7 separate regions of the Mus musculus genome follow, and regions 2, 3, 4, 5, 6 and 7 are each linked to region 1. A link is a contact called in public HiChIP or PLAC-seq and promoter capture Hi-C data. All regions are on one chromosome and are shown on one strand. Each heading gives the region's core, a stretch centred on a gene start, on an enhancer-like site or on the middle of the called end of the contact. The rest is flanking DNA. Distances are from core to core; before and after follow the strand shown.

Region 1 (3,133 bases), core at 194-2,693:
CCAGGACCTTGTTACCTTCTCTACATTACTGGTTCAACCTTTGTCAGTGTCTCTCTCCATACAACTGCAGGATTAAATGCTTTTGATTAAGGAAACTGGGTTAATAACCTCTTGAAAAGTCTAGGAATCTCTTAGGATCACAATAAAGTTGGATTAAGGGCAAATTTGGTAAGGAGGAAAAATTCATCTATGAAAATGAAAAACATTCTTCTATGTAAATGAAAAAGGGAGAATTCTTGGTAGCGTACTTCAGAAAGACAGGACAGTGGGCAAAAACTAGTGAGCAAGTAACAGGAAATCCCTTTAATATACACTTTTTTTTCCATTTTTTATTAGGTATTTAGCTCATTTACATTTCCAATGCTATACCAAAAGTCCCCCATACCCACCCACCCCCACTCCCCTACCCACCCACTCCCCCTTTTTGGCCCTGGCGTTCCCCTGTACTGGGGCATACAATGTTTGCGTATCCAATGGGCCTCTCTTTCCAGTGATGGCCGACTAGGCCATCTTTTGATACATATGCAGCTAGAATATACACTCTTATATATACTCCCAACCAAGTCATTTGAACAAACTCGCAAAGCAAAGCTCGTGTTTCTTCACCCACTCTTTTCAGGTCTCTAAAAAGCTTCATACTGTAAGGGCTGTTGAAGAAAGTTTCCATACACATCACTCTGTATGATTTTTTTTTGTATTATGTATGATAAATAATACATATTATTTTCTGTTTAGGACCAATTGTCAACAATATACCAATACTGCCTGGAATCTAGTTTGAAGAAATACTTCTTCCTTCAACTCTAACTATTTTGTCCCGCTGAAGCACGGGCGATCAGTTAGCTCCCTCATTATCAGACAGGTCAGGGCCTCTGCTCCGTGACTGACAGGTTCATTTTCTTAAAACTCCGGAAAAAGGAAAGTGTCTAGAATGATGTTTACAATCACAGTGTTCAGAGACCTCCAACACACACGCTAGGTGCCTGGTCATTGCTACTGACCCAAGTAGTAGTGATCTTTATTAATAAAAACCAAGCAAAGCTTAAGGAATTACTTTCTCCCTAGGCTTAAGGCCAAGAGGGTGCGGTCCGGGCTGGGGTGTGTCCGAGGTCCACCAGACGGGTGCAGGACAAATCCCGAGGGTCCAGGCCGCCTGCGGAGGGTCCCGAAGGGTTGCCAAGGGCCCTGGTGGCCTCCCCAGGCCGCTTTGAGTCACCCGGGCCGGCGCTGTCAGAATATCGGCCGGGCGGCCCTACGAGCTCCAAAGCGGCCATCAGAGGCAAAAGGGACTTGAAGGAAGCGCGGCCGACCGACCTGTCAGGTGGCGGAGTGGAGATCGCTTTCTCTGGCCGGTAACTTCCCGGGAACGTCCCTCTCCAACTGTCGCCGCCGCAGATCCGCGGCGTCCCAAGCACACAAAGAGGGATGGGCGGCGGCCGCTACGGCGAGAGCCGAGGGACAAATGGCTGCGCCGAGACGCGGTCTCACACAGAATCAGAGTCTTTGCCGCCCAGCGCAGAGGGGCGGCCTCTCCGTGACTTACCTTTTGTAAAACAGAATCTCCCGGTTGAAACAGATACACCGGCCCGGGGCCCGAAGCGTTTCCGCTTTGGCAAAAGCTGGACAACCACACCTCACATCCTGGGGCGGAGCCCTCAATACCTCCAGAGAACTTCAAGTCCCGGCAACCAGGCGCCCTGCCTGGGCGAGCGAAGCTCTGTGGGAGTTGTGGTCCCACTAGAGGCAAGGAATGCTGGGATATGTAGTCAGTCTTAGCTTTCCTGTCCCCAGCACCAAGGCCATCTTTCTGCCCTTAAAATGCTAATGAGAACATTCCAGAGTTTGTATTGAAGGTGTTTTCTTCCGTGGAACAATGATTACAATGCAGCATGTGCTGCTTAAGGTCTGTGGCCCAACATTAACAAAATCTTAAGTCCTGTTTTTCCATAATGAACCTGAGAAAAGGGCATTTTAAGAAGTTTATTTATAGGCATGTGCTCGTAGATTGATTTGCAGGGGCCATGGATTATTGAGGATTCTTGTAGCATGTGACACAAGATCAAAAATAAACATATATTGGGGCTGGAGAGATGGCTCAACTGTTAAGAGCACTGGCTGCTCTTCCAGAGGTCCTGAGTTCAATTCCCAGCGACCACATTGGTGACTCACAACCATCTGTAATGAGATCTGATGCCCTCTTCTGGTGTGTCTGAAGATAGCTACAGTGTTCTTGTATAAATAAAATAAATAAATCTTTAAATAAAAATATATTAATTTAAGCAGGGCATGGTGGCGCACGCCTTTAATCCCAGCACTCCGGAGACAGTGGCAGAGGCAGGCGGATTTCTTAGTTCAAGGCCAGCCTGGTCTACAAAGTGAGTTCCAGGACAACCAGGGCTATACAGAGAAACCCTGTCTCTAAAAACAAAACAAAACAAAACAAAACAAAAAAATAATTAGCATAAAAATAATTTCTAGTATTTTATAACAGAATAGTTTCCTCCAAAAAGTGTGTTTGGTAAGAAAGCATTTTATACTATTGGATCTGGTTAGATTTTTAATATAAAGAAAATAATTGAAATAAGAATTTACCAGAAGTGCATGGGCTGATGCATGTGGCTTGAAGAATTTATTTGAATAATCTGAAGCATTATTTGCCAAGTATTAAAGCGTTATTTGCTAAATATTAAAGGTAATACCAAAGCATTACTTTCTTATCTTCTAGAAAACTGACAGGAAGAACATTGTTTAAGTTTAATATTGATCTCAAATTTGAAGCTTTAAAATTTCAAAGAGCGTTTAGTTATGCAGACTTTGTTTCCTTCTTTCCAAATAGTTTTTGTTTAGTCACTTGAAAATTGTTATGAGTAGCCATTCATCATGTACCAGGAATGGAGCTGCACACTCTCAGAGCTGAAACAAACTTTCCTCTTCTCAACGGAGAAACACTGGGTTCTCAGTTCCATCAACTGTTAAGATGAGATTGTGTAACTAAGTCATAGAAATAGGTAGGTAAGAAAAAAAATACTTTCATTAAGAGATGCTTCCAGGTACGAGTCTTTGATTTTGGAAAGTTGATTAGAAATCAATCATGGCTGGGCAGTGGTAGCACACACCTTTGATCGCAGCACTT
Region 2 (3,133 bases), core at 417-2,916, 510 kb before region 1:
AGAAATCCACCTGCCTCTGCCTCCTGAGTGCTGGGATTAAAGGCATGCACATACTCACTGTAAGGGTTTTATTGCTATGAATAGACACCATGACCAAGGCATCTCTTATAAGGACAACATTTAATTGGGGCTGGCTTACAGTTTTAGAGGTTCAGTTCACTATCATTAAGGCAGGAACATGGCAGCATCCAGGCAGGCATGGTGCAGGCAAAGCTGAGAGTTCTACATCTTCATCTGAAGGCTGCTAGCAGAATACTGACTTCCAAGCAGCTAGGATGAGGGTCTTAAAGGCCATACCCACAGTGACACACCCACTCCAACAAGGCCACGCCCACTCCAACAGGGCCACACCCACTCCAACAGGGCCATACCTCCAAATAGTGCCACTCCCTGGGTCAAGCATATACAAACCATCACACACATAGATACACGTTTATACTCCTACATACACATAAAGATACACACTTACAAACATACTGAAACATAGGCACACACTCATACACATTCACACAGACACACACACTTGTAATATACACTCACACACAGACATACTCTCTCAGAGACATGCTCACACACACACATACATACTCACACAGATACACACACACACACACACACACACACGTCCTCATAGACACATAGACACCCACATACACACAAAACATATACACACCTACACACTCACATATATTCACACACAGAACACATATACACACTTACACACTCACATATATTCACACGCACACACACACTCTTTCTCACACACACATCTTCATGACACATTCTTACACAGACACACATACTGAGACACACACACACAAGTAATTCTTCTGTGTGTCCTGAGAGATTTCCTCATGGTTATTCAACATGTACACATGCTTCATGTTCATGTACCTGTTAAATTCCATGGTAATCTAGGATTCCTGCTAATGCACAGGTAGTGGTGGGGTGGGGGGCAGAGAGGCAGCTTTGGTTCACCAGAGCTTTGTCTCATCACAAAACAAGGTTTCCAGGACCCTGGGGACCCTTCTAACTGCAGCTGAAACCACAGTCTCTTGCAATGTTACTGCCTCGTCTAAAGGCAAGTGCCTCTAGCCTGGGCCAGGTTTCTTTGTCTCCTGTCTAATGTAGCAGGCCATTCTGGCTGAGCTTTTTGTCCCAGAATGCCAGGTTTTGCCAACAGGCTCTCACAGTGTCTTAACAGACAGGCTAACAGACAGGCTGCCAAGCTCAGGCCCGGCGCTGGTTCATTATTCACAGGCAGGGCTCTCCTATGACACCCTGGCTGGCCTTGCTGTCACCTCTTTTTGTGGGAGCACTGTAACATCTTGGCTAATTGTGCAGCCAGTCACAGGTCCTGCCTTGTTCGGTAGATAAGCATGGTCAAGTTCCAAACCTACTGTGAACACAGGAGGCGGCTTCCCAGCTCTCCACAAAGCCCAGGCTGTTTAACTTTGGCACTCTGGGCTGGAGTGGTTAACACCTGAGACACATGCACAAAGAGTCACAGGAAGAGACAGTATGGTCACCAGAGCCCCAGCACTGGGCTTCTCTTCCCAGAATGGCATTCCCACCTTTCTCTGCCAGCTGGTTCCTCTCCATGCACTGCAAAACCTGCCTCCTGGGAGACACTGAAGCATCTGGCAGAGTCACTGCATCTCTGAAAGCTCTCTGTCAGTGTTTCCAAAGTGAGGTCCACATCAGAGACGCCAGAGCTTTTTAAAGACAAGGCTGGGTGCAGAGGTGGGAGGGGCTCATGAACTCTGACCCCTAGCTAAGGAGCTAACGGCCGGGGAGTCAGTTTTCTTATGGGTGTGGTCTTTGTTTGACCAAACTGCAGTGGATGACCCAGACGGATGTCTGGAAGGACAGAATAAACGGAACTGAATGGGCATGATAGTTTGAATGAAAATGGGCCCTATAGGCTCATAGGGAGTGGCAGTATTAGGGGATGTGGCCTTGTTGGAGTAGATGTGGCCTCATCGGAGGAAGTGTGTCACTGGGCGCAGGCTTTGAAGCTCAACCCTCACCGGGTGGCTCGCTCTCTCTGCTGCCTGCAGATCCAGATGTAGAGCCTTCTCCAGTACCATGTCTGTCATCATGCTTCCCACCATGATGATAACAGAGTAAACCTCTGAACCTGTAAGCCAGCCCCAATTAAAGGTTTTTCTTCATGAAGCAACTTTACATGCTCATTGTGTCTCTTTACAGCAAAAATAAATAAATAAATAAATAAATAAAACCCAGTATGTTATAAAAAAAAAGAGAGAGAGAGAAGACAGGAGGAGACATGAAGATAGATCTGAGAGGAATGGGGGTGAATATACCTAAAATACATTCTATTATGTATGCAAGTCTCAAAGAATTAATAAAATATTAGATTTTTGTGGAGAGAGTATCTTGTGTAAGGTACACAAGATACCTCACCTGTCAATTAAAAAATCCATGGCCTACGGCTTAGGCAGAAAATAGAGGCGGGAGGGGTACCAGAGCACAGGTAACCAGCCACAGCCACCCATGTGGCAGAGTGTAGGTTAAATAGGTATCTTTAGTTTTGATCTAGTCAGAGTAGAGCCTAGCTATATGGCCAAGGTATTTGTAAATATAATTTAAGTCTGAGTCTTATTTCCGGGAGCATCGGACTGGGAGGCAGAACCAGAGCTAAACTTCAACAGATTAAAAAAAAAAAAATCTATCTGGTTAACAAAGAAAAGACAGAAGCCGGGTGTGGTGGTGCACGCCTTTAATCCCAGCACTCGGGAGGCAGAGGCAGGCGGATTTCTGAGGCCAGCCTGGTCTACAAAGTGAGTTCCAGGACAGCCAGGGCTATACAGAGAAACCCTGTCTCGAAAACAAAACAAAACAAAACAAAACAAAACAAAACAAAACAAAAAAACCAACCAACCAACCAAAGAAAAGACAGGTCTGAAGTTCCACTTCAAACCTTCGAAAGTTAGAATGGCTTGGAGCAGGGCTTGTATCTGCTTATCAGGCCCCCAGGTGAAAGACTCAGCCCAGTCTGCCTTGATCAGATCTAGCTGCAGGGCATGAGTCCTTTGTTTTGATCTGCTGAGATTCCTGTAGAAAACAACCAAACTAATAAACAAACCTACTACAATCTGGGAGGTGTCAG
Region 3 (3,133 bases), core at 285-2,784, 470 kb after region 1:
GGGGAATCTGACCAAAAGGCTCACGAGTCTTATACAAGTGCTCCACTCCTAAAAGGAACATGATTACAATCAGAATAAGCTTAATGTATTTTAGGCTGAGAAAGGCTGATCACAAGTTCCTTTCGTGGCTGTGGAGGTTACTCATCAGGTTAACACACTTGCAGCAAGCCTGACAGACTGAGCTGTATCCCTGGGACCTAGTCTTCTGACCAACCCCACACATGCACTTTGCACATGCCCCCAACTGTTAATGCAAGGCTTGCTCTGTAACCTAAGTTTCTTTCGAACTTGCAATCCCCTTCCCCCATACACACATACTCTGAGATTACAGGTCTACAACCAGCCTATATTCTGTAATAGACATAATATCCACTAGTTTGTAGACTCTCAACTCTTTGGAAAATTGTTTTAGATACATCAATGGGAAGTGCTATTAAATTTGTATTTATTAATGTAACAGGTAGAAATTTCAAGTTTCTTTTTGCTTTTACATTGTCATCTTTTATTTCAAAATACCAACAGTTTTAAGAAAGTATCACTTCATATTAAAATTTCCCTTGCCTTTTATAAGCTTATCTAAAATATTGTTGGATGATAAAACATATGTTTAAAATCTATCTCAAACTTTGATTAGATGGGGCTTGGGTTTTGCTTTGTTTTGTTTTTAGTTCATTTATTTAAAAGAATCTTAGTGTGTATACTAGTATATTTTGATCACCATGCTAGATAGTAAGAATAAAATAGAATGTGTGTGTGTAATATGTATACTGTCTATTTTAATGAAAAGATTAGCCTAACCAAACTCATTCTGGTGTAGTTTTATAGGAAAGGTATTTTTCAGTAAGGACAAGATACTATGAAATACTGTGTAACCACATACTTCCTCTTATCTGGAGGTTTAGGGAACACTTCCTTTAAAGACTGTATGAAGTGAGACCTGTAGGATGTTTTGTTTCACCAGAGTGGGACCCATGGGGCTAGAGAGATGACTCTGCTGTTGAGAACACTTGGCTACTCTTCCCGAGGACCTAAAGCCCAAGGTTTGGTTCCCAGCATGCAGGTGATGGCTCACAGCTTTCGGTAACTCCAGTTCTAGGTGAACTGATAGCCTCATCTGGCCTTTAGAGGCACCAAACACACTTGTGATGCACATGAATACATAGGCAACACACTCAGTTGGTTGTGTTGGTGCACACCTTTAATCCCAGCATTCAGAAGCAGAAGCAGACGGATCACTTTGAGTTCCAGGCCAGTCAGGGCTACACAGTGAGCTCCTGTCTAAAAAGAGAATGAACAAACAACTTTCATACACAAAACAATTAAGTATATGCTTAAAATTTTTTAAAAGAGTGGGGCCAACAGAATAGAGTTTTATACTATGTGATCCTTTTGATATATTTTTAGTTGTGGAAAATAATGGAAGATTAATGTGGTTTCATTTGTTCCTTTTTACACAGGCAACAAGAATGGGTGAATCAACAAAGGGAAGACATTGAACGGCAAAGAAAACTTCTAGGCAAACGCAAACCTCCCACAGCTAATAATTCTCAGGCACCTGCTACCAATTCTGAAGCCAAGCAAAGAAAGACCAAGGCAGTCAATGGAGCGGAAAACGATCCCTTTGTTAGGCCAAATTTACCACAACTGTAAGCTTCTTTTAAAATTTTCACTTACATTGTTAGCAGTGAGCGAGAATGCTAATAATAATGTTATTCATAATTGATATAGCAAAAACAAAAGTACATATAGCCAGGAAATATGTTAACTGAAAAGTTATCTCTGACATAATCTCCAAGCCTGAATGTTTTCAGTGGATTTTGAGTGGGATTTACCCCCTTTCGTATCTGAATCAGTTGCCTATACCACTGCAGTGTTCAAATTAATATTGTTGGCGGTTTATTTTCTGAATGTATAAATGTACTTCACAGGTAGTTTCAGACAGTTGTTTCTTTTTTCTGTTTTGTTTTCTAAATTTTCTATGTCAATTGCTCTTTGTAATTCAAAGAACAAAGATGCTTAGATAATAGTTACATGTTTATAGAAGATTTGGGAAGTTGTACAAAGATTTATGTGAATAAAGATGTAGATACCCTTGGACGTTCTATATAGACACATTTGTGTCTCCTTATTGAGAAAAGGTTCTTTGACCCTCATTCCTGCCATGTCAGGGACTTTTAAAGCAGTGAGCAGGAAGCAGAGCTCTCATACATTACAAACACAGCTCCATTTGTCCCTCTACACACATACTGCCTAGGTCTTGTGTTTTCTGCACTATTATACCCCAGTCTCTGGCATATTATTCATTCATTAGTCTTCCTTTTTCCTTTCTCTCCCCTCGGTTCCATTTTTATCAAATCTTTTGCCGGGGTGATCTTTAATTTCTGGATTCAAGCAGTCCTCCTGTCTCAGGCTTCCAAAAATCTGACACTACATGAACAGACCAACATGGCCACTTCTTCAAATTCTATCTCAGAATCACTTCTTCAAGTCATTTCTAATTTTGTTCTAAATTCAATTAGAATACCCAACTGTTGGTTTAAAAAGCACTAAGGTTCTATATTCAGCAACACAGTGGCTATCTTAAAAGTGCTGGGCTTTAACTCTATACCTAATGACACTAGTCCTTTAACACCTGGTCTTTTAGTTCTTCTCTTGAGACACCTGGTCCTTTAACCCCGCCCCTATTGATACCTGGTCCTTTAACTCTGCCACTGTAGACACCTAGACCTTTAACTCCTCCCCTGTTGATACCTGGTCCTTTAACTCCGCCCTATTGATACCTAGTCCTTTAACTCTGCTTGTACAGATACCTAGTCCTTTAGTTCTACTCTATAAATAACCTAGTTCTTTATTTACCTCTGCCTCTATAGACGCCTAGTCTTTTAACTCTACCTCTATAGATACCCGGACCTTTAATTCTTTAGCAGTATTTTATAGTTCTTCACATAAAAGTCTTTAACCTCTTGATTTAAATTTATTACTTGATTTTTCTCATTTGGCTTCTGTTGAATGCTGTGGAAATGGGAATTGTTTGTTAATCCTCTGTGGCTGTTTGTAGTCTTGTGTTGTCTCATGCCTTAGAGCATTCCAGAATTTATTTAACAGGTTTTTATCCTTGTGCTTTTCTTTAGGA
Region 4 (3,133 bases), core at 388-2,887, 430 kb after region 1:
TATAGGTGCTGACTGAAACCTAAGCTGCTGAATTTACTGTTTGGAATTAATTGAAAACTAAGAATACAATAATAGATGAGTAATTTGCAGCTAGCAGAGCTAAGAACAGAATATCAATGCCTATTGAAATTGAGGATGGGAACCAAAGCCCAGTCCATTTTACAATTTTGTCTAGAACTAGTATTAGTCGAACTACCTGTTAGATGCTAAGATGAACAAGTCAACTTGTCTAAATTCATGATTTCGTTATCTTTTGTCCACTCCAGATTTTTTGCCAAACCATTTTGAAGTGATTTACATTTTATACTAGTTACTGGACTTTATTTGAAAAAAAAAGAGGCGAGTTTGCTGTTTATGGAAGGGAAAAGATTTTGTAGCTCGTGGGACAATTCACTGAATGGTTCTGAGGCTGAGAAAATGAGACTTGGACAAGGCAGGGCAACTTTGGCCAACAGAACTGTTTCCCTTCTGATTGTGGTGGTCTTAAGGGAAGCCAGCCCATGAAGCAACACCTTTCTCCTCCACCCCATGCTTATGTCTCTCTGAGAGCCTAAGCTCTCCATCTGTGGATCACCCCATGGTAAACCTCTGTCTCCAAAAATATTCACATTTGTGGGCCTGTGTACCAAAGGCTTTCCAAGGAGATCTCTGGCCCGGCCAGAGCAGCCCTGCACTGAGTCGGTTTGGGTTGGGCTGACAAGAGGCTGACTAGCCAGTGAGGAGTGTGGCGGAGCTTCAGGCAGAGCTTCGGGAGAGCAGACCTCTTCCTAAGTGTTACAGCTCTTAGGACAGAAGGCTTGGATGACCAAGTAGTTCTCTCATGCCTTTAATCCTTCCGGATAGGATTCTTATATACAGTTTTGGGGTGGGTAAGGGTCTGTCTGGCAGCAGGTACTTCTCATTGGTTTTGTCTGAGAGCTTTGGGGAAACCTTATTTGCATGTGGGAGGGCTCGGTGCGGCTCCTACATGACTGATGGCCACATACCTCTCTGTGGGGGGCTGGGGAGGCTGTAGCTACCTACTGATAGGAGCCAGGGACCCAGGAGGCATGGCAGAACACCTGCTGTCCCATGCAGGTGGAAATCACCCCCCACTGGGTCACTGGGGTTCCAGACTTTTGCTAGACTGGGGACCAGGTTGTCTGTGCACAGCCCACCACCCCACACACATTATGATCCATAACAGTAGCAAGATTACAGTTATGGAATCATGAAAATAATGTTATGATTGGGGGTGACCACAGCATGAGGAGCAGTGGTAAAGGGTCTGAGCATTAGGAAAGGTTGAGGCTGACTGTTTCTAGGGAAAGAGCTGATTGGCTTCGTTGCTGATTGCTTTTGGTTGTGTTTTCTCTTGTGTTTTTAGCTATAGGCATGGGTCAGGAGTGTGTATGAGAAGGCTCTTTACAGTGTCTGTAGTACACCAAAAATGTAAGGCAGCACAAAACAAATAACCTGATGCTTGCCTACTCAAAGTCCCAGTGGAGGTTGAGTACCTAAGATAGGAAGGGTTAATTGTGTTTGATATCATAAGACTTAAGTTTTGAATTAAAAATTTGAGACAGTGCTTTTTAGGGAGTCAATTTATATTAGATTAGCATGGTTAGATGGGGGCATCTATTGGTGAAGTACAGTACTGCATTCAGTTCTTCACCTCTGCCCCTGAGTTTTCATAGGGTCTGTGTAGCTGCATTTGGAGAACTTCTTACAGGGCCAAGTAGTTAATGTCATATGAATTCTGCCACAGTGCTTTACTTCATTCTGACATGGCACTCAAATAGCCATAGACCAACTGTCATTCAGTGTGTAGTTGGTTACATTCCAGCGAAACTTTGTTAAAATAGGTGATGGGTTAGAGTTTGATGTTCCCTTGTCTCCTGCAGATATTCCCAATAGGATTTTATGGGATAGAATGGCCTTTAATATTTTATGGTCTGATTTATGCTTATTAGCTACATAAGGACTCCTAACAAGTAATTTTCTATTTGTTTAATCTTAAGTGTGAGTGTGTGCATACTTGTGCTATGTGGCATGCCTGTGGGAAAGCCAGAGGATAACTTTGGGAGTTGATCTCTCTTTCTTATTTATTTATTCATTTATTTATTTATTTATTTATTATATGTAAGTACACTGTAGCTGCCTTCAGACACTCCAGAAGAGGGTGCCAGATCTTGCTACGGATGGTTGTGAGCCACCATGTGGTTGCTGGGAATTGAACTCAGGACCTTCAGAAGAGCAGTCAGTGCTCTTAACCGCTGAGCCATCTCTCCAGCCCCTTGATCTCTCTTTCTATCCAAGAAGACATAAAATGTGGAGGCATTTAAATGAAGAAGCAAATTCTTAAAATTTAGTTTTAGTAGTTTCGGCTTAAAAAATTGTACCTGCTAGTTATGATTCCTCAGAGATTATCAGTGAAAGCTTTACAGAATTACACATCAGTAGCTGTCATGGAAATGCAAATCAGAACTGTGATGGGATATTATCTTACCCTCATCAGAATGGCTATTCCAAAATAGCAGAAATAACATGCAGGCCATGATGGGAACAAAAAGAAAGTCTTAGTCACTGCCTGTGGGAATGCAAATTAGGGTGGCCATTATGTAAATCAGAGGAGATTCTTCAGAAAAACTAAGTCTATAGGATGAAATAGCTGTCTTGCTTCTAGAATATACCCAAGGGAAATGAAGTCAGTATATCAGAGATAAAAAAAAATACAAAGAAGTACTTTTCAATGATAAATGTGAAATCTCAGGGCTGGAGAGATTGCTCAGTGGTTAAGAACCCTAGCTACTCCACCAGAGGACCCAGGTTCAGTTCCTAGCACTTGGGCATGGCAGTTCACAATCTTGTATAACTCTAGTTCAAGAAGATCTGACACCATCTTCTGGTTCCCTTGAGGACTGCACACTTGGTACAAAACAAAGATATGCACTCACCACTCATCCACTTAAAATGAAAATAAATCTTAAAAAAAAAAGAGGACTGTTGATGGCTCAGTGGTTAAGAGAACTAGCTGCTTTTCCAGAGGACCTGGGTTGGATTCCCAGTACCCAAATGGTGGCTCACAGCTGCCTGTAACTCTAGTGTCAGAGAAACTGATGTTTTCTTCTGAACATTTTGGTGCACATACAAT
Region 5 (3,133 bases), core at 349-2,848, 390 kb after region 1:
GGGAGTTGAGTGGGCAACAGATGTTTGCTACTGATTGTACAAGGGGCATCAGAGCTGTATACACCCTACAGTGTGAACTAAAGCCACACACTTTACAGTGAGTTCTATGTCAATAAAGTTGTTCAATTTGTGAGTTCTTAGGTTTCAAAAGCAGAATGTGACTGAAAACAAGAATCTGAAGCACAGGAACACCCCAGTGACTTCTGGCATAGCTGACAACCAAGGCTCTATTCTGGGAGTACAGTTTATCTGAAGAAAACATTACGATGAGAAATGCAAAGTCATAAAAATAAAAAATAGAAATGACATTTTGGTCCCCCTGGTAATCATGTCATTTCCTTATGCCTGCACAGTTGCTCTATAGCATAATCATTTTAGTGTTCTATTCAATTTGGTTTAAAGAGAGCAGTAACCTTGTCGTATTTTTCCTGGACTACCAGACTTGCTCTTTTATGAACAAGATGGCCAATCGCTGGTGTGTGTACGTGGGTGTGCAGAAAGCTATGCTCTATCTATAAATTTTAGCAAATGCTGTAATTTGTTTTGGGAATTCGTCGTCAATACTCAACAGCGGCACCAGAAACTGGAAATTTCTAGAAACTATACCTTCTTCAAGATGAACACTATAGTTTTTTTGTTTTTTGTGTTTTTTACTGTGAATTCAGTAGTCAACATTTTCTATTTAGATTTTCCACTTCTGTGAAAACAAAGAACAAACAGCTATACCACACACTCAGGCTACCCCACCGGTAGGGTTTCTCAATTCTTTTGGTAGATTGTTTTAAGGAAAGTTTTATTTTCTTAGGTTCTTTTTTTTTTAATTCCGTGACTACTCCTGTTTTGCAGATGGATAAGTGCACACTGCTCTTTCTTTCTTTTTCTTTCTTTCTTTCTTTCTTTCTTTCTTTCTTTCTTTCTTTCTTTCTTTCTTTCTTTCTTTCTTTCTTTCTTTCTTTCTTTCTCCTTCTTCTCCTTCTTCTCTTTCTTCTTTTTCTCCTGAAGGGCAAGAAGCAACTCTCAACTTTTCAGTTCCATTTTGAGACTCCGGAGCCAGGCGAGAGCAGAGGCGTCTCGGGCAGGCTGGGTGTGGGGCGCGCTTCGGAGCAGGCGCGCCGCGGCGAGGGGGAGGCAGGTGGCAGCGGGGGCGCGCCTCCCTCCGGCCGGCTCCGCGCACGCGACTCGCCGCTCCGCGCCGCGCCGCGGGCCCCGCGCCTCCCAGCGCGCTCGCGCCCTCCCCGCCCTCGCCCCGCCCGGGCAGGGCCCTCCCCCCTCCCCCCTGCCGGCCCCGCGGCCGCCGCCGCCGCCGCTGCTACCGGAGGCGCAGGAGCCTCGCGATAGTGTTTGCATTGGCGGCGCGTGACGCCGCCGCCGCCGCCGCCCGTAACTGATGCAGAGGTTACCCCGCCGCCTCAGCCGCCACCCACCGCCCGCCACCGCCCGGGCGACGCCGGGGCCCGACGCACTGCAGAGGTGCCGGCAGGTTCCGCCCGCGGAAGTGGCCTCGGTCGGCGCGGCCCGCGCTCCGCCCGCGCTCCGGCCCCGGCCCCGCGGCCCCGGCCACTCGCCTCCCCTCGGCGCTACCCTCCCCGCCCGCCCTCCGCCCGGCGCGCTCCCTCGGCGGCGCGGCGCTCCCCTCCCAGCCCTCGCGCCCGCGCTCGCCCTCAGCGCGGCCCCCGCCATGACGGAGGCGGGTGCCGGTGCCGCCGCCGTCGCAGGGGGGGAGTCGGGCTCCCAGAAAGTAGCTTGATGAGTGTCCAAAGTAGCAGTGGAAGTTTGGAGGGGCCGCCATCTTGGTCCCGGCTCTCCACGTCTCCAACCCCGGGCTCGGCGGCGGCGGCCAGGTCCCTGCTGAATCACACGCCGCCATCCGGGAGGCCCAGGGAAGGTAAGCGCCGCCGCGCCCTCCCGCGGGCTCCCTCGGCCCGCGCGGACCCCGGGCTGGGGTGGGGGGTGGCGGTTCGCGGGCGGGAGGCCTGCCCTGGCTCCCTGAGCCTCCTGGCCTCGGGGCTCGGGTGGGTTTGCCCTCGCGGTGCAGCCTCGGCGCGCGAGCCCCCTCCCCTAGCCCGCACTCCTCCCATAGAGGCGGTCCCCGCGCCGCAAGCCGGGCCGCCGGGACCGGTTAAGATGCCCCTCGCCCGCCTCCCGCATGCTCTGGGCTGCCTCGGATCCGAGTCGGATCCCCATCGCGGCCCCTAGAGCGATCCCAACGGCAGACCGACTCGTGGGCAAGGCTGCTCGTGCCACCCCCCCCCCCCCCCCAGATGGTTGCAACTTTCCTTCCTTCGCCATCGGCTCCTGCATGTTTGAACGTTATGCTCGTGGGTTGCAAGTACGCTCGTGTTCCTTTCTGCCCAAGGGTGGTGGGCTTTTTTTTTTTTTTTTTTGGTGGAAATTCCTGCTTGAAGGTTTCTGCAAAACACGCACTGAGATCGGTTACAATTGTTTTCTAAGTTTTCTGGCTCCTTGCATGCAAGTGTTCTGCCACCAGATGTAGCAGTCACACAGCTAGTAAGGCACCTAGTGCTTTTGACTAAAAAATGAACTTGCTGCCTTTAACTTTAAGTATACTCCATAAAATGGAATTCGGGAGAACACTCCTTTACCAGGGAAGAATAAATTTGCATCGGATCTCTTTTAACGCCCTTTTGTCTGGAAAATGCGAAGTCGTATTCGTTAGCAATCGGTAAATGGGCTGTTCGCTCCCGGTTGTCTCGCACAAGGAGATTATCAGCACCTTTAAAAAAAAGAAGAAAACGTTTGAAAGTCCAGCAGTCTAGTAAGCCTTGTAAAGAAATTCAGAGCTTCGGTTTATGAGTCGTTCGGATTATTGTATTTTGAAAATATGTCTATATTTATTATCCATAGCTTTGGTAATTGCTAATCAAATGTTTCTTGCCCGGATCCAGTGGTTGAGGCATAGCATTCTTTGTCATTTTGTTCCCGTGAGCATGTGTGAAAGTGACAATAGGCTCAAAGATTGACGTGAATATGCTCTAGAAAATTCATGGGAAGATTTGATTTATGGCATCCATTAAACATGCCGAATACGTTGACAGACATTTTCCCCTTTCATCTCACCCTGACACTGATTTTTCATTAAAAGAAATAAGAGCTTATTTATTGAATGACTTAA
Region 6 (3,133 bases), core at 221-2,720, 370 kb before region 1:
GTCTGGAGGGTAACTGGTAAAGACCTGTAAAGGCTTAAATGCATGTATTCTTTAAGGCGACAATTAAACTTTTAGAAACGTTTCCTATAGAGGCAGATGCACACTCAAGTCACAGGCACAGATGTTCACAGCAGAATTGTTCGTAATAGCAAAAGGCTGGGGGCAAACTCAATATCCTTCAATCAGGGATTGATTGAATAATTATAGGTTCCTGGTATAAAAGAACACCAGGCAGCCACTCCTAAAGGATGCAGTGTCTACACACGTGCCTGTGAAGCCATCTCCAAGATCCTTGATGGGGTAGGAGCGTGTCAAGGATGACGACGAGATTTGATGGTGAGGAGGGTTTTTTTGTTTTTTGTTTTTGTTTTGTTTTTAAGGCTACAAACTTGATCTGGGAGAAAACCAGAGGAAGTGTGCAGACACAGTGGAGGTCTGGCTAAAGAGGAAAGCTATTCACTTCTCTGCCTCGTGCATTCTATTTTCCATTTTAACATCAGTGTGTGTGTGTGTGTGTGTGTGTGTGTGTGTGTGTGTGTATGTGTGTCTGTGTGTGTGTATGTGTCTGTGTGTGTGTCTGTGTGTCGTGTGTCTCTGTGTGTGTCTGTCTGTCTGTGTGTGTGTTTCTGTGTGTGTATGTGTGTGTCTGTGTGTGTGTGTTTGTGTGTGTTCCCACAGAGAGGTCAAAGGATAACTTTCCTGGAATGGTTCTGCACTTCCACTGTGTGGGTTTGGGGAATTAGCTAAGGTTGTCAGGGTTGACTACACTGTGTCTTTACCCACAGAGCCAGCCTCCAGCCTTCGAATCCCCATTTTAATAACAAGCTAATTGGACTGGAGAGATGGCTCAGTGATTAAGAGCACTTGCTGTTTTTGCAGAGGGCCTGGGTTCAGAGCCCAGCACCTAAATGGTGGCTCACAACCAACTTCAAGTTCTGTTCTAGGCGATCCAACACCTCTTCTAGCACCAGGCGTGTACATGGTGCACAGGCATGCATGCAGGCAAAACATGCATACACATAAGTTGAAAGAAATTAATCTAAAAGAAAAAATAGCTAATTAAAAATATTTAATAAACATTACGTTAAGATTGTAGAGGTCTGTGGTATTTTAGACTCTATGCCCCATTCAAGCAATGACAACGCATGGAAAATTAAATGATGGGGGCTCACCATGGAGGAACGAAGCTAGGGAAATGTATCTAACAAAATACAAGTGTCAGCATATGATAAACCGCAGACAGAGCAATGGCGCAGAGCCGCCCTGTGCCCACTCTGGAAAGGAGCGCGCCCAAGACCACGCGCTTTCAGGGCGCACGCAGGATCCTCGGAGCCATTTCTCCTTCCGATCCATGAGAGACCCCACGGTGTCCCTAACGGTGACGCGAGTGGGTCCCGCGGGCTGGAGCGGTGCAGCCGCTGGGACCCGCGGTCCCATCCGCAGGCTTTGCGGTGGCTGCCCCGCCCTCCCCATCCGGCCCGGGTCAGGCTCTTTCCCGAGGCCACAGTGCGACCCAGCGGGCCGCGGGGAAACTGCGCCCGCCGCCGGGGACACCGGGAGCCGCCGGCGGAGAGTATTTGCCAAATCAACGTTGCCAGATCTGATTATCTTTCTTGCTTTCTCACATCTGATGATGTGGCTGAAAACGAAAGTTCTGGGACGTTCTGGTGACTTGGGGAGGGGGGTGGGGTGGAGGTTCTGGTTTACAGTTTTCACACTTTTGATAGTTTGGGAGCCCAAAGAAGGAACCCTGGCTTTCCTCTCAAGGGTGATTCTGACAATCATGCAAAATCTATTTATAATCGCGCAAGCCGACTCAACCTAAAGCTGCCTGCTTCTGCATTTAGCCTCTTGTACAGACAGAAGCGACCCTGAGTTGAGGAAACAGAAAACAGAAGTAATGGGTCAACCGCAGCACTCACACTCAGATTTTACATTTATTGTTGATTGAACATTAAATGGCTAATACTGTGTATATAATGCTGCGCCCTTGTCCAACGTACCAGTGATGCGCAATGGATGCCCCACCATTGGTTAGTTCAGTCCCTATTATATATAATGATATGTTATATATAATGTATAATATGCATCATATAATATCTGTAATTATATAAATATTTATATAATATAGATGTAATATTATAATATATTAGATAAATATATATAATAGATAATAGAGTAAAAACATATTTTACAAGGGAAAATACCCTCAGAATGTAAGATTCAGTTTGAGGTGTTGGTGGCCAACTTAAAAATATAAGTAGCTTCCTTCTTAGAAGTGGGACTCAAAATACCCATTGGAGGAGATACAGAGACAAAGTGTGGAGCAGAAACTGAAAGAAACGCCATCCAGAGAATGTCCCACATGGGGATTCATCCCATATACAGTCAACACACCCAGACATTACTGTGGATGCCAACAAGTGCTTGCTGACAGGAGCCTGATATAGCTGTCTCCTGAGAGGCTCTGCCAGTACCTGGCAAATACAGAAGTGGAGGCTCACAGCCATCCATTGGACTGACCACAGGGTCCCTAATGGAGGAGCTAGAGAAAGGACCCAAGGAGCTGAAGGGGTTTGCAGCCCCATAGAAGGAACAACAATATGAACTAACCAGAAACTCCAGGGCTCCCTGGGACTAAACCAGCAACCAAAGAAAACACATGGAAGGACCCATGGCTCCAGCTGCATATGTAGCAGAGGATGGCCTTGTGGGACATCAATGAGAGGAGAGGTCCTTGGTCTTGTGAAGGCTTGATGCCTCAGTGTAGGGGAATGTCAGGACAGGGAAGCAGGAGTGGGTGGGTTAGTGAGGGAGGGGGAACGGGGATGGGATGGGGGGGGTGGAGGGGAAATGAGGAAAGGGGATAAAATTTGAAATGTAAATAAAGAAAATATCTAGAAAATCTCTAATAAAAGTGTGTGTGTGTGTGTGTGTGTGTGTGTGTGTGTGTGTGTGTGTGAAATTAAACAAAATGAGTAGGGGGAAATACCTGTGCATACAGACAGATGCATTTTGTCACAGGGAAACTTGAAACATGAAGTAAGGTAACAATTTGAAATACTGCTTTCTTTCCCTCCCTTTTGTTTAAGCACATGTTGTTGGCCTTGAACTCACTGTATAACCCAGGCTG
Region 7 (3,133 bases), core at 198-2,697, 320 kb before region 1:
AATGAATGTCTATGGATGGGTTGGCAGAAGTAGGGTCCGGAAAAGAACGTTCAAGAAACCCTGAAAGACTGCGAAGGTCCCTCAAGGTCCGAGCGCACGTCCCTGGCTGCTGCAGACAGAATTGGGTCGTTCCCAAGAGCGCAGCTATTGCCTTTGCAGAGAAAGTTTGCTATTTTTTGCAGGCGGTAGTTGAGGTTTAATTACCCTTAATTGCATACATTGTTTATAGCGCTACGCAATAAATAATTACCGAGACTAATACGTGCACATGTGGGTTTCTGTTTTCCAGCAGGGCATTGTGTGCTCGGCGCACCGAGCGGCCCAGAGGCCCAGCCAGTGCCAGGAGACGCGCTCGGATTTATCCTTTGCTGGACAGTTGTAAATTGAATTGACTTATAATTTTTTTCTTTTCAGTGACAAGGATCCACAGATTGATATCCGAAACCTCTACTACTTCCGCGCTTTCCCCACCCCCACCCACCTCTCTACCCCACACTCTCTTGTCTTTTCTCTTTCCCCCTCCCCTTCTCCCCCTCTCTCCTATTCTCCTTCCCTTCTCTCCTTGTCCCTGGCAAGCGCACGTACCTGGGTCCTCCAGGCGGCTCTGGGCGAGGCTGGCGCTGCCGGGGTAGGACTGCACGGAACTGATGTAGGGGCTGGACGCGTGGCTGCTGACCGAGTTGACGTAGGGGTAGCCCAGCGGTCGGGAGAAGGATGAGGCCGAACTGTAGGCACCGTCGGGCTGCGAATGGCCCGCCGAGTGTAAACAGTGCATGGAGTAGTGCCCGTGGGACATGGGAGAAGGAGACATTTGCTGGTTGGGCGGCCCAAACTCCATAAACACAGCCTTGCCCGACACGGGGCTGTTGAGACTTTCTGGCATGGTGGTCATGGTCATCTCTTCTCGCGGGGTCTGGGTGTGGGTCTTTCTCTCCTCTGCTTCCCTTTTGGGGGTCTCTATGTTTCTCAGGACAGGAAGGAACCCAATTTAAGCGGAACAGGGGTTTTCACTTTCCATTCATAAGAAAATGGAGTTTGTCTCTTTGAAAAGTCTAAGCATGATGCTGCCGAGCTCCCCAAACTCGGTTCAAAGCTTTGACTCAGCCAAGGTCATAAATATTCATGAGCTGGTGGAGCTGATTGGTCGGCTCTCTTGCATAATCACCGGGGATTGGTCCGAGAAGCTCGGGCTCGGCTGGACTAGAGCGGGCGACGCGGCCCGGCCTGGGGAGAATCCGGTCCACACGTCCCGGCCGGGGCTCCTCTGCAACAGAGCGCGCGGAGCGGGACGCACAATGGGCTGCGGCGTCCGCGCAGGAACCTCGAAGGCGCGCGACTCCAGCCTCCCGCCTCCCTCGCGCGCTTCCCGCCCCAGAAACCAACCAGCCGCGCCCTGCCGTCGCCCTCCCCCTTGCTGTCCCCACCCTTCGCCCGCCCCCAACGCCTGGGACCCCGGACCACTTCTTCTTGAGGTCACCTAGTCCGGTGCGGAGCGCCGCTCCAGAGTCCGGCCGCGGTCTCTGGATCGCGGAGTCGCGCACTGGGCGACAACCCAGGTAGCCTGCAGCCAGCGGTCCTTCTGAGCGTCTTGTGCCTAGCTCAGCGCGCTCCAGGCCGCGCCTCCCAGGTTGGGGTTCTCTCGGCCACATCCCGGGGATCTGGGTTTGGGGGCCCTCTGGCCCAACTCACTCACTCGGCCGCCGCCCCGCCGTTGCCACCGTTCCCAGGGGCTTGCTCGCATCTCTCCAGGCCCAGCTGGCCACTCCAGCTCGAGGCTGCACGGGTCTGATCAAAGCAGTGCGCGTGGAGAGCCAGGAACCCACGCTTCTCCACCCAGGAAAGGCGGCCGCACCGCCTCCCCCCTCCTTTCCCTCCCAACCTTCCTGCCTCCCCCTCCCCTCTCCACTCCCCCTGAGCCACGAGCCCCGGGCTCACTCGCCCCGAGGGCGCGGCTCAGCGTGGAGTCCTGAGGGCCCGCAGTCGCCTGGTGGCTGGTGCATCGAACTCCTGCCAGGTGGTCATTTTCCGACCTCCTGGGGTCTGGCCAGAGTACTTGGGGTTTGGGAGTCCTAGGGAGACACCGACACCCTCAGCAAATCCTGATCAGTGGTAGGCTTGAATATTTGTGTTTAGATATGCCCCTCTCTGTCGCCCGATCTCTTCCTCACCTCCAGTGGCCAAAGCTGGAGCCTCCGGGCCCGGGGGTGAGGTGGGGAAGCTGGTGAAGGAAAGAGCTGCCAAAGCGCGCTGTCTACCATCTGGGTGCAAGTGTTGAAAAGTGCACAAAAGATTCTCTCGCACTCCACCCCCCCACTACTACCACACACCACCTCGCGTGGCGCAAACTACGCTGGTTGCTAGGGACTGTTGGTTCCCAATCCCGCCAGCCCCACGATGAATCCCAAATTACTTTGTTAGGTAATTAGAAAGTGTTGATAATTATTTCTTTCATAATTTAGCGGTGTGACGGGGACCGGGGGAAATGATCTTGTGAAAGTTCACACGTGCACACGTATTAGTTACTGATTCATTTGATTAAATGGTAGTCTCAAGTGCTCAGATCCGCAGCTGAAGGCGCCCCATTAGCATAACACTGATGTTTAATTTTCATACGCATAATTAGCCATATATTTAACACTAATAGCAACATGCAGCCTTTCAGCGTTAAACAGCCCGGGGATTTGATCTGGCCTGAGCTGAACCTGCGCCGCGGCACCTTCCCCTATCTGGAGTGCACAGTGATCACAGGGAGACCTCTGTAATCAAGCACATTTTGGCAGAGGGAACACCAATAAAAATGAACATTCAAAACAAATTACATCGGTGATGTCGTTACAGATATGAGTACAGGGGATTCATTCTCATTCTCTCTCTCTCTCTCTCTCTCTCTCTCTCTCTCTCTCTCTCTCTCTCTCTCTCTCTCTCTCTCTCCTTCAGCAGCAGCTCCTGCCTAAAGATTTCCTCTTCTGATTAAAGGCATGAGGCTGTGCGCAGAAACATTTCATGCAGCATGTTGGTTGGAGCAAAAGAGAAAAACAAAAGAAAGAGGAAAAAAACAAAACAAAAAACAACAGTCCAAAATTCGTAAACCAATAAAGGGTTTGCCATCGCCTGAAAGGTTTTTTGTTTTGTT

The links. Promoter capture Hi-C pulls out the DNA fragments that hold promoters and counts their contacts. HiChIP or PLAC-seq counts read pairs in DNA pulled down with a chosen protein or histone mark.
Region 2: a contact with region 1 is called in a promoter capture Hi-C map of liver, with 4 times the contacts expected there. The contact joins the promoter of Platr26 here to the promoter of Dync1i2 in region 1. A contact is called at or near these places in 6 of 39 promoter capture datasets (the 3T3-L1 cell line, hippocampal neurons, liver and 1 more) and 1 of 115 datasets of contacts at active chromatin or transcription factors (embryonic forebrain).
Region 3: an H3K4me3 HiChIP or PLAC-seq map of pro-B cells shows a contact between it and region 1, with 2.6 times the contacts expected there. The contact joins the enhancer-like site here to the promoter of Dync1i2 in region 1. A contact is called at or near these places in 3 of 39 promoter capture datasets (the 3T3-L1 cell line, the C10 cell line and liver), 3 of 115 datasets of contacts at active chromatin or transcription factors (bone marrow-derived macrophages, large pre-B cells and pro-B cells) and 1 of 9 other capture datasets (liver).
Region 4: a promoter capture Hi-C map of neural stem cells shows a contact between it and region 1. The contact joins the enhancer-like site here to the promoter of Dync1i2 in region 1. A contact is called at or near these places in 6 of 39 promoter capture datasets (the 3T3-L1 cell line, HPC-7-derived erythroid cells, hippocampal neurons and 3 more), 1 of 484 Hi-C or Micro-C datasets (palatal mesenchyme), 2 of 115 datasets of contacts at active chromatin or transcription factors (large pre-B cells and stem cell-derived neural progenitor cells) and 1 of 9 other capture datasets (macrophages).
Region 5: a contact with region 1 is called in a promoter capture Hi-C map of pre-B cells, with 4 times the contacts expected there. The contact joins the promoter of Tlk1 here to the promoter of Dync1i2 in region 1. A contact is called at or near these places in 12 of 39 promoter capture datasets (the 3T3-L1 cell line, 3T3-L1-derived adipocytes, the C10 cell line and 7 more), 1 of 484 Hi-C or Micro-C datasets (B cells), 4 of 115 datasets of contacts at active chromatin or transcription factors (bone marrow-derived macrophages, effector CD8 T cells, memory CD8 T cells and 1 more) and 1 of 9 other capture datasets (adipose tissue).
Region 6: a contact with region 1 is called in an H3K4me3 HiChIP or PLAC-seq map of embryonic basal ganglia, with 3 times the contacts expected there. The contact joins the enhancer-like site here to the promoter of Dync1i2 in region 1. A contact is called at or near these places in 8 of 39 promoter capture datasets (the 3T3-L1 cell line, 3T3-L1-derived adipocytes, the C10 cell line and 5 more) and 8 of 115 datasets of contacts at active chromatin or transcription factors (the 230-238 cell line, bone marrow-derived macrophages, embryonic basal ganglia and 5 more).
Region 7: a contact with region 1 is called in an H3K4me3 HiChIP or PLAC-seq map of the SCID.adh cell line, with 22 read pairs. The contact joins the promoter of Dlx1 here to the promoter of Dync1i2 in region 1. A contact is called at or near these places in 23 of 39 promoter capture datasets (the 3T3-L1 cell line, 3T3-L1-derived adipocytes, the C10 cell line and 15 more), 12 of 115 datasets of contacts at active chromatin or transcription factors (the SCID.adh cell line, astrocytes, bone marrow-derived macrophages and 9 more) and 7 of 9 other capture datasets (adipose tissue, embryonic stem cells, embryonic tail and 4 more).

The regions. Positions count from the first base shown.
Region 1 is chr2:71,210,256-71,213,388 of GRCm38.p6, reverse strand. Dync1i2 (dynein cytoplasmic 1 intermediate chain 2) reads right to left here and starts at 1,443. Exons shown (of 16, transcript NM_010064.4): 1 at 1,315-1,443.
Region 2 is chr2:71,717,950-71,721,082 of GRCm38.p6, reverse strand. Platr26 (pluripotency associated transcript 26) reads right to left here and starts at 1,666. Exons shown (of 4, transcript NR_037979.1): 1 at 1,575-1,666.
Region 3 is chr2:70,740,567-70,743,699 of GRCm38.p6, reverse strand. Tlk1 (tousled-like kinase 1) reads left to right here. Exons shown (of 20, transcript NM_172664.3): 11 at 1,458-1,646. Among named protein-coding and RNA genes, the nearest start is that of Gm38528, 38 kb to the right of the region's middle. Within about 2 kb of position 1,534, at least 22 of the 459 cell types and tissues checked have an H3K27ac peak or open chromatin away from gene starts, as enhancers often do. A contact at or near this core is called in bone marrow-derived macrophages and pro-B cells, where this site is marked.
Region 4 is chr2:70,778,330-70,781,462 of GRCm38.p6, reverse strand. The region is part of intron 2 of Tlk1 (tousled-like kinase 1); the gene reads left to right. Among named protein-coding and RNA genes, the nearest start is that of Tlk1, 46 kb to the left of the region's middle. Within about 2 kb of position 1,637, at least 48 of the 459 cell types and tissues checked have an H3K27ac peak or open chromatin away from gene starts, as enhancers often do. A contact at or near this core is called in neural stem cells and palatal mesenchyme, where this site is marked.
Region 5 is chr2:70,823,945-70,827,077 of GRCm38.p6, reverse strand. It overlaps Tlk1 (tousled-like kinase 1), which reads left to right and starts at 1,598. Exons shown (of 20, transcript NM_172664.3): 1 at 1,598-1,885. The coding sequence starts at 1,747.
Region 6 is chr2:71,579,523-71,582,655 of GRCm38.p6, reverse strand. No RefSeq gene overlaps it. Among named protein-coding and RNA genes, the nearest start is that of Gm36857, 10 kb to the left of the region's middle. Within about 2 kb of position 1,470, at least 176 of the 459 cell types and tissues checked have an H3K27ac peak or open chromatin away from gene starts, as enhancers often do. A contact at or near this core is called in bone marrow-derived macrophages, embryonic basal ganglia and hippocampal neurons, where this site is marked.
Region 7 is chr2:71,527,759-71,530,891 of GRCm38.p6, reverse strand. It overlaps Dlx1 (distal-less homeobox 1), which reads right to left and starts at 1,447. Exons shown (of 3, transcript NM_010053.2): 1 at 586-1,447. The coding sequence starts at 898. It also overlaps Dlx1as.